Linked DNA regions of Dromaius novaehollandiae: region 2 is linked to region 1. The links are chromatin contacts, called in public Hi-C maps. All regions are on one chromosome and are shown on one strand. Each heading gives the region's core, a stretch centred on a gene start, on an enhancer-like site or on the middle of the called end of the contact. The rest is flanking DNA. Distances are from core to core; before and after follow the strand shown.

Evidence for each region. A called contact is a pair of places that touch in the nucleus more often than the background predicts.
Region 2: a Hi-C map of liver shows a contact between it and region 1, with 7 times the contacts expected there. The contact joins two enhancer-like sites. A contact is called at or near these places in 2 of 4 Hi-C or Micro-C datasets (brain and liver).

The regions. Positions count from the first base shown.
Region 1 is chr21:4,370,849-4,374,910 of bDroNov1.hap1, forward strand. LOC135330498 (a long non-coding RNA gene) reads left to right here. Exons shown (of 3, transcript XR_010392507.1): 3 at 1-397. Among named protein-coding and RNA genes, the nearest start is that of SORL1, 66 kb to the left of the region's middle. Within about 2 kb of position 1,868, at least 2 of the 2 cell types and tissues checked have open chromatin away from gene starts, as enhancers often do.
Region 2 is chr21:4,514,069-4,518,130 of bDroNov1.hap1, forward strand. No RefSeq gene overlaps it. Among named protein-coding and RNA genes, the nearest start is that of UBASH3B, 200 kb to the right of the region's middle. Within about 2 kb of position 2,218, at least 2 of the 2 cell types and tissues checked have open chromatin away from gene starts, as enhancers often do.

The sequences.
Region 1 (4,062 bases), core at 618-3,117:
GGGACCCGCCGTCCCCCCAAACCGGGAGAGCCCTTCGGCACGCGGGATCTGCAAGGGCCCGTCCTCGTCTGCCCGCTTGAGACGGGCGCTGAAATCCGGCACTTGCGCCGGGCAGCTCGCAGTCAGGTTTTCCTGCCTTTCGTGAAAGGCTTCGCAATTCTTCACCCAAAGGTCGAATGGGATTTTTTTTTCCTTTTTTTATGATGCAAAGTTTTTCAGGACAGGAAAGCCATTTCCTGTCCAGACCAGACACCGGCTTCCTGTATGCTTTCAAGCAGATCGTGTAATCTTATTCCCCGATTTGTAAAATGAAGATGATCAACTGCCTTTGTCTGTCCTGTCTATTTAAACTTACACGCTGTAGTCCTCCGCGCTGGCACGTGACCAGGCATAACTGCGCCCTGATCTCATACAGCACTGCAGCAATACTCATAAATAATGCCAGAGTTACGAAAGGAGGATTTACAGTAATGCGTCAGAGCGGCGAATGACAAAATTGCCTGGGTTTACTCTTGATTTACATCCGAATAAACAAGGCCGGACTTTTGTCCTGGTTCTGCAAGGAGGCTCTGCTCCAAGGCGGGCGTCTCCCTTCCCTCTTCTCCCCCGCGAACCCCGGCCTCCCCCTGCGCCCCTTCCTCTAGGGCAACGGAGAGACCCCCAAACCGGGTAGCTGCTCCTCCCGGAGAGGGGCTCAAACGGTTAACCAGCTGCCTCCGGGACGGCTCTGGTTACAGGGAGGCTTTTTCTTTTTTTTGCATTTTGGCCGTGGGCCACAAATGCAGATGCTGTGAAACTGGACTTGGTGCAGGTTCGACCCCGCGCTTCGGGGTGGCATCGCCAAAATGGCCGGTTTGAGGCGGGCGGGCGGCGATTTTGCCTCGGCCGCGCAGCGGGCTGCTCCCGGCAAGGCTGCACCGCGAGCCGGCACCCCGCTCGGCGGTACCTCGCCGCCCGCGAGCCCTCCCCAGGGGGCTGGTTTTACAGCCGGGGCGGCTGCGTGGTGGGACCTGCTCCCGCTCCGGCCGCCGGGACCGCCAGGAGCAGGGCCGAGGGTCCGGCGCTGCAGCCCTGCCCCACCCCGTGCTCCCCGCTGTGCGCGGTCGCCCCCGGCCGCGCGAGGAAGCCCCATGCCGCGGGCCGCCCGCGAGCGCTGAGGGGGGACGGCCAGGCAGATCTGCTTACTTGGCTCTCCCTCTGTCAGGCGAGCACTGCTCGCAGCTTAAATAGGAAAGCTTTTTATAGCCGGGGTCTGAAATAACAGAATCAGACTCAATTACACTGTATAAAGCGATACTTTGTGCTCTGCAGAGAGCAGGTTCCTTTGGGCTTTGTGCTGCTGCTGCTACATGTCTTGCAGGACGGTGAAGGCTGGGCAACCACCTTTGCCACCAGCTGCCTTCGCCCCTCGCCTTCCTCCCGCATGCAGCCGCCGCAGCAGGCTGGGGGAGGGCTTTTTTTTGGGTCCTCTCCACGCTATGGACTTAGATGACAATAACTGCAAAAAATCAGAGGAAATAAAATCTACCTATTCTATTTCTGCAGGCACAAGGTAATAAAAACGTTATATAATCCTCCGTGTTGTGCAAGGGAAAAGGTCCCCTCGCTGCCCCGGCCGCGCGGAGCTGCCAGCCCCGCCGGAAGGCCGCCCGCCCGCTAATTGCCGCCGACCCGAGCCCGGCCGTGCGGGCAGCATCGCCGGCCTACGCGGGGAGGATTTGGGGTGTAATTGCACCCGCGCGGCGCTTTGCGCCACAATTTGCTCTGACACCGCAAACACATTAATTGTCCCAGCCAGCAGCTTTGCTGCTCCTCATTTCTATGCCGACTGCTCGGCGCCCATTGGCTCGCCGGGGAGGGCCGCCCGCCAATCGGCGGCCGCTTTCCCGTTCATGTCCTAGCAACAAGGCCTGTTCCAATCTCGCTCCAGCAAACTGACACCTGAAAAATGACATCATGAAGAAGCGGGAGGCGGCGGGGCCAGGCGCTTTTTTCAGCTGTCTGCTGCAGAGTTCATTTAAGGTGTTTCAGTCTCGATTCTTAAAGCGACACCACTCGAAATGTCGGCTGCACTTTTCCCCCCTTCCCCCCCCCCCTTTTTTTTTTTTGAAGTCACATATGTAGGTTAATAGTTTGCAGAAAATGCATTTAAATCCTCCCCCCCTCAAACGCTCCCTGTGCCTTTCCCCGGCACACTGCCCCCCGCCACAAAACGCAGTGCCGTTTCATCACCTTGCCTGCTGGGTGCTTTAATTGGAAGACAAAACCAAAATCGCCTAGCCAAAATATCCCCGCCGCAGTCCCCTTCCATCGGTGCAGCGCTAAGACCCATTCCTTGCTTTGCAAAATAAGCCAGTGGGAATACCTGCGACCGCGTGTCTCGGCGAGACAAAAACCCCGCCGCGTATTTGCAATATCATTTTACCCTCTATCTGATCAAACGTATCATGTTGTCCATCACGCGCCCGGGGAAAGGAGGCAATATTTTAAGATGCAAACAGCACACCGAGGCTGCGGTGGGCGAAAAGACCGCCGAAATCTGCCACTAAAAGGTTTTAACTGGGGCTGCGTACCGCTTTTCAATGCCAAGATCAAAACCCTTTGCTCGCTCCCCTTGCTATCATTTTTAATTAATGAAGGCAGAAATGCCTGCAGACACGGAGCCGGGGAGAGTGCCCTCCCGCCTTTGTGTTGTACTTTCTCGGGGGGAAAAAATATGGCAGGGGAAAAGCGGTGATCAGCAGCGATTGCCATCACACCGCAGATCCAGGTGATCAGCAACGGCACGCCGTATTTTTCCGAAGCGTGGCGAGCCGCGGGGATGAGGGGGTTACGTACCGGGATTGGTCTGCAATTTATGTAAAACATTTTAGCGCACCGGAAAATATACAGCAGAGAAAATCCAATTCCAGATGATTCAAGAGGGACAAAGACAATGGAAGAAAAGGACCAAGTTCAGCTCATTTAAATGCTGTTAATTGTTCATTCCCATAGTGAAATGGTTTCTTCTGCAAATGAGAGAACAAATCCTTTAACCTTTTTTTTTTTTTTTTTTATTAGCGCCATGCCAGGACTGAAATGAACCCAAATAATCTTAATCACTGAATAGTACTTGCTGTTTTATGGCTTTTTAAAGAAAGCAGGAGAAGAAAAACGAAGAAGAAAAGCCGCAGATAACGTAACCCTGGCACAAAGAGCCGGGGCTGGGGCTGGGAGTCATTGCAATATGCTCCCAGACCTCTTGGAGGTCTCGAGCACCGCCAGAGCCGAGCCGAGTGGGGAAAAATCCCACCCGCCTTCCAGGGGACAAAGTTTCATTTATTGCTCACCGGCGAGGGCTGCAACGGGGCGGCTGTGCCTCCGGCTGCAGATTCCCATTATGCCCTAGGTGTCCGCCGCTTTATTTATTTATTTACCCGGGCGTTTACGCATACAACAGCTCATGATGCAGCAAATAGTTCCATGAGGGTCGGAGCTGCGGCTGAGTTTTCGGCTCCGCAGAGCGGTGGGGGCTGGCAGGGGAGGCTGGAGGCGCTGGCAGGCTGCCCTCGCTCCGTGAAGCCGTGCCTTGCATGGCTATATAAGGCGCGAGGAGGAAGGAGAAGGGGCACGAAAAGGAGAAATCTTGCAAAAATAAATATGAAAAATGGAGCAAAGAAAGAAACTAATCTAAACCGTGTTTGTTGCCAAGGGCGAGAGTCACGGGCTCAGGCCACGGACCCTCGCTCCCGGCACCGAACGGCTCCCGGCCTTGCTCCAGCGTCGGGGACGGTGAGGCAAGGAGGAGCCCAGCCTCGGGCTGGAGGTCCCTACATCTAGGCCATCCGCGGGCTCGGGAGCCACTTTTCCGTCCTCTCCCTCCCGCCTTCCTCTGCCTGCTCTGCCCTTCTGGACCGCCGCTCAGGCAGCAGCGCTTCCCCGTAGCAGGAACCAGCCCCGCATCAATATAAGCGAGGCGAAGTCCTTATTCTAAGGCAAACAGAAACTCTCTGATGTGGCCAGAAAACACCGAGAAAGATGAGTTCAGCGCCGCGGTGCGCGCTGGCTGCGTGCACAACAGAG
Region 2 (4,062 bases), core at 968-3,467, 140 kb after region 1:
ACACATATATAGGATATATTTATAAAATAAAATAAAGATGTCAAAGCACAACTCACAGCTCCCAAGAGCCTAACCCGTGGATTTAAAAGCTAAACATCACAAGTTAGGGTCTCAGGGATTGAGAGGGGCGCAACAAACTATTTCTTGCAAAAACAAGGATCAAAAAAAAAGATAAAAAGGAGAAAGAGGAAAAGAATAGCAGGCAAGTTCGATTCATGGCTCAAGATTATAAAACAGGACACACAGGTGGAAGGAAAGAGCTTCTCTAAGGACCCTCTGTTGAGAGAATACATTCCGGTTTTAATCGTTTACACAAAAATGACAAGGCGCGGCAGGTTCCTTACAGCTTCCAACAAGGTCGCTTGCGACAAATACGTGAAAAGTCTCCGCATTTAAATAACGAAGAGGAAGAAAGAAAGGGAAGTTTGGGGCAGTGACGGAATTATTTTCATTGTTTCAACGAAAAGGAATGCAGAAATAAGAGCAGGAATATGCAGGCTCTCCCTCCAGCCGCCTGGCACAAAGCATGCAGCAGCATAAAGGCGCTGCCTCCCCGCCCCCTCCGCCAGCCCCGCGGCCGGCAGGGATGGAGAGAAACCCCGAGTTGCAAGAAAATCAGGTAGAAACTCACCATTTGGAAGCGGGGGAGGCTCCAGTCTCCGGCGCCAAGAGCAGGGGGGAAAAGCGCGGCGGCGGGGCGGCGGGGGCGGGCCGGGGCCGGGGCCGGGGCCGGGGCCGGGCAGGGCAGGGGCCGGGCAGGGCAGGGCAGTGCCCGCAGCAGCCTGGCCGCCCGGCGGGCTGTGACACCCGAGCGAGCGCGGGCGAGCGAGCGAGTGCGAGCGTGCGGCGTGCGCAAGCCGGGGGAGGGCGGCGAGGGTGGGTGTGTGCAGCTGGGCAAGCCGCTCGCATTTTTAAAACGTTTTTTTTTTAAGGGAATATATCAAGGAAAGGAAAAGGGGGGAAAGGAAAAGGCACCGAATTCCTCCGCAGCTCCTCGCCTGCCGCCCTCCTCCCTCCGCGCTCCGACCGATGCCGCTATTATTATTATTATTGCTGTTATTATTATTAAGAGACGGGGCTGGGGGGCTGGCGAGCTGCGGCCCGCTCCCGACTCCGGCATCCGCTGGAGCCAAGGGCAGCGCCGTGCCAGAGCAAGCCCCGCACTGCCAGCGCCGCCGCCGCCCGCCCCTGCCCGCCGCGGGCCGCCGTTGCGAAGGAAAACCTGGAGGAAAAACCCGCTTCCCCTCGAGAGGAGGGTCCCCGAGCCCCGTGCGCACACACACACACCGCACACACACACACACACACACACACACACACACACACACACACAAAAGGGACTCCATCCTGCACCGACTCCTCGCCAAGCACCTTGTGCAACCCCAGCCAATGGAAATTTACGCCGGCCATAACCGAGAGCAGGATTTCGTCCCCAGCTTGCCACCTCCTTCTCCGCTCTTCTCCCTTTCCCTCCCTCCCTTTCCTCCCTCTTCCTCCCTCTCCCCCCCCCCCCCAAATAAATAATATGGATCCGTACCCTCCACCCATCTCTGGAACCGCTTCAGGCCCAGCGGCACAAGCCGAAACGTACCGCAGGGCCCGAGGTTAAAAATGCAAAATATCCGCCGCTCATCGCCCAGCGCTGCCGAAGGCAGGTCCCCCCCCGGCCCGGCCCCGGCCCCGGCCCCGGCCCGGCCCCGCGCGGCCGCCGGCTCCGCGCTCCCGGCGCTGCCCGCCGCCGCACGGCTGGGGGCAGCCGTAACAGGCACCATTACCAAATCATCGTCATTCACTCCGTCCTTTTCTCACCTCAGGAGTCTGAGCCCATTCACCAAAGTCCTTCCTCGTCCAGGATCTCAAATCTTTTCCTTTTTTTTTTTTCCTCCTTCTGGATCAGCCAGTCCCGACATCATTAAACTATAGTCCTCCTCTTCCTCCTCCTTCCTTCTCCCCCTCTCTGTCTCCCCCCCTCTCTTTTTTTTTATTTCAAAAAGGGGGAGTGGGGGGTGGCTGGGGGGGGAGTAGACATAGCTGCATGAAGTGGCTGCCTTTTAGAAAGCACATTTAATCTTTACTGGCTCCCCTAGGCTTCGATGAAGTAGAAGGGAAAGGAGAGGAGAGGGGGAAAGAAAAAATACAGGCAAGGGAGGCTGTTGAGGGACAGCAAGCATCAGGCTCAAATCAACGACCAGATGAAAATGTACTAGACCACACTGCCCCCTCTCTTCCTCTCGCTCTGTCTCCGTCTCTCTCACACACTCTCACTCCTGGAAAGCTTCAGTGTCTGGTTACAGACTCTTTTGGATCCTTCCCCCCCTCCCCACCCGCGCCCTTTGCCAACTATCCTAGAGATTCCTTGCATGCCTACTTAAATCTTTAACAGAATAAGGACCCGGCCCCCCCCCGCCGCCGCCGCCAGCCTCGCACACACCGGCCCCGCCGCCCCTCCCCAATAAGCTCTTAAGCTCCGGGAGAAGCCGCCGCCGCCGCCGGCGCATCCCCGGCGCGGGCTGCCCCGGGCCCGGCCCGGCCCCGCGCCGCCGCCGCCCGCCGGGCCCGCAGCGCCCGGCGCCCCTTGGCGCCCCCGCCGCCGCGCCGGGGGGGCTGCAGCCCTGCGCCTCGCATCCCTCCGCCTGCGGCTGGGGTTTAAAACAATAAAATCCGCCGCTGCTCCCTCGCCTCCCCCCCCCCGCCGCCCCCCCGCAGCCGCACGGAGGCAGGCGGCGCGCCCGGCTCCTGCCCGCCGCGACTTCAGAGCTGACGATCCCTTCGCCGCCACCCCCCCCCCCCCCGCAGCCACCCCTCCGCTCAACGGCAGCCCCGCTGCCTCTCGCACCAGACTATATTTGCAATATGTGCTAATTTACCAGCTATATGCCCTTGGATTTTAAAATGAACTCATCAGTCACTGCTGCTAGTACCGATGCTGCCTCTCTGCCTCACACACACCCTCCGCTGCAGACACGTTACTCATTCTCCAAGCATTTCCTCTCCCAATGTCCGTCAGACGCATATACACTTCATTGATCAAACCAAATCCCTTGATAACAATAAATAATAATACAGACAGTTAACATCAGCGGGGGGGGAGGGGGGGGGGGACGGGACAAAGATGACGACTAAATCTGCACTGTGCTCTACGAGGCCGGGCCCTGCATCCCCAGGGATGCGCCGCACAGCGCGGAGCGCAGGTCCGCCCCAGAAGACCCCGCGCACCGAGCCATCCGTGGGGCCTTACCTGAGACCCGCAGCGGTCGGAGCAGTGGGGCGGGGGCTCCCCGGCGGCGCCCGAGGCCTGGCTCCACACGGGCTGCGCAAGGCGCTCGGGGGAGCAGAGGGTGCTACTCGCTCTAAGGGAGAGAAAGCACCTAACGCCAACACAGAAATAAATAAATAAGGCGGTTTCTTTGTTATGCTGCACGTTGCACAGATGCTCTAGGACTACGGCGTTAAAGGTATTTGGGCACCCAAAGATCTTGTTAGCTGCATACGGGGATATTCAAAACACCTCCTTAGCTCCCAGTGAAATCACTTTCCTTGGTATTGAAGGCAGACAGCATCTACGCAAGAAACCAGGTTAGGTTAGGAAGCCAGTCTGTTAAATATACCTCCGTTACACGTGCCAGGCATTTCAAGGGCTTTGGTTTCAGGGGGGTTTGTGGCTTTATTTCTTAGTTTTCTGGGGCTGAAACAGGGGAGGGAAGAGAAGCTGCCTCTTAGGATTTGGGCTAGTTAGATGCCGTGTGTGGGTCTGGCAGAGAGAAAGCGAGTGCAGTGTAAGTGTTCGGGAAGTTGGGGAGGGTGGGGCTATCTAGAAATCATTGACTCACTGGGGTAACTCCCTGCACACAGGAATCAAACCATTACTCAAAGCAAGCTACATTTTATCAGCAGCAGCCTTAGAATGAAATTCTGCTGCATGCATGCAGAGTCCGAAGCAACAAAAATAAACATCTGAAAATAAATATACAATCCATAATTAAATTACTGGGTGCAATGCAGAAATCCCTGGGTGACAGAGGAGGCTGAATTATGCAATGAAGTCAGTCCGGGAACCCAAGG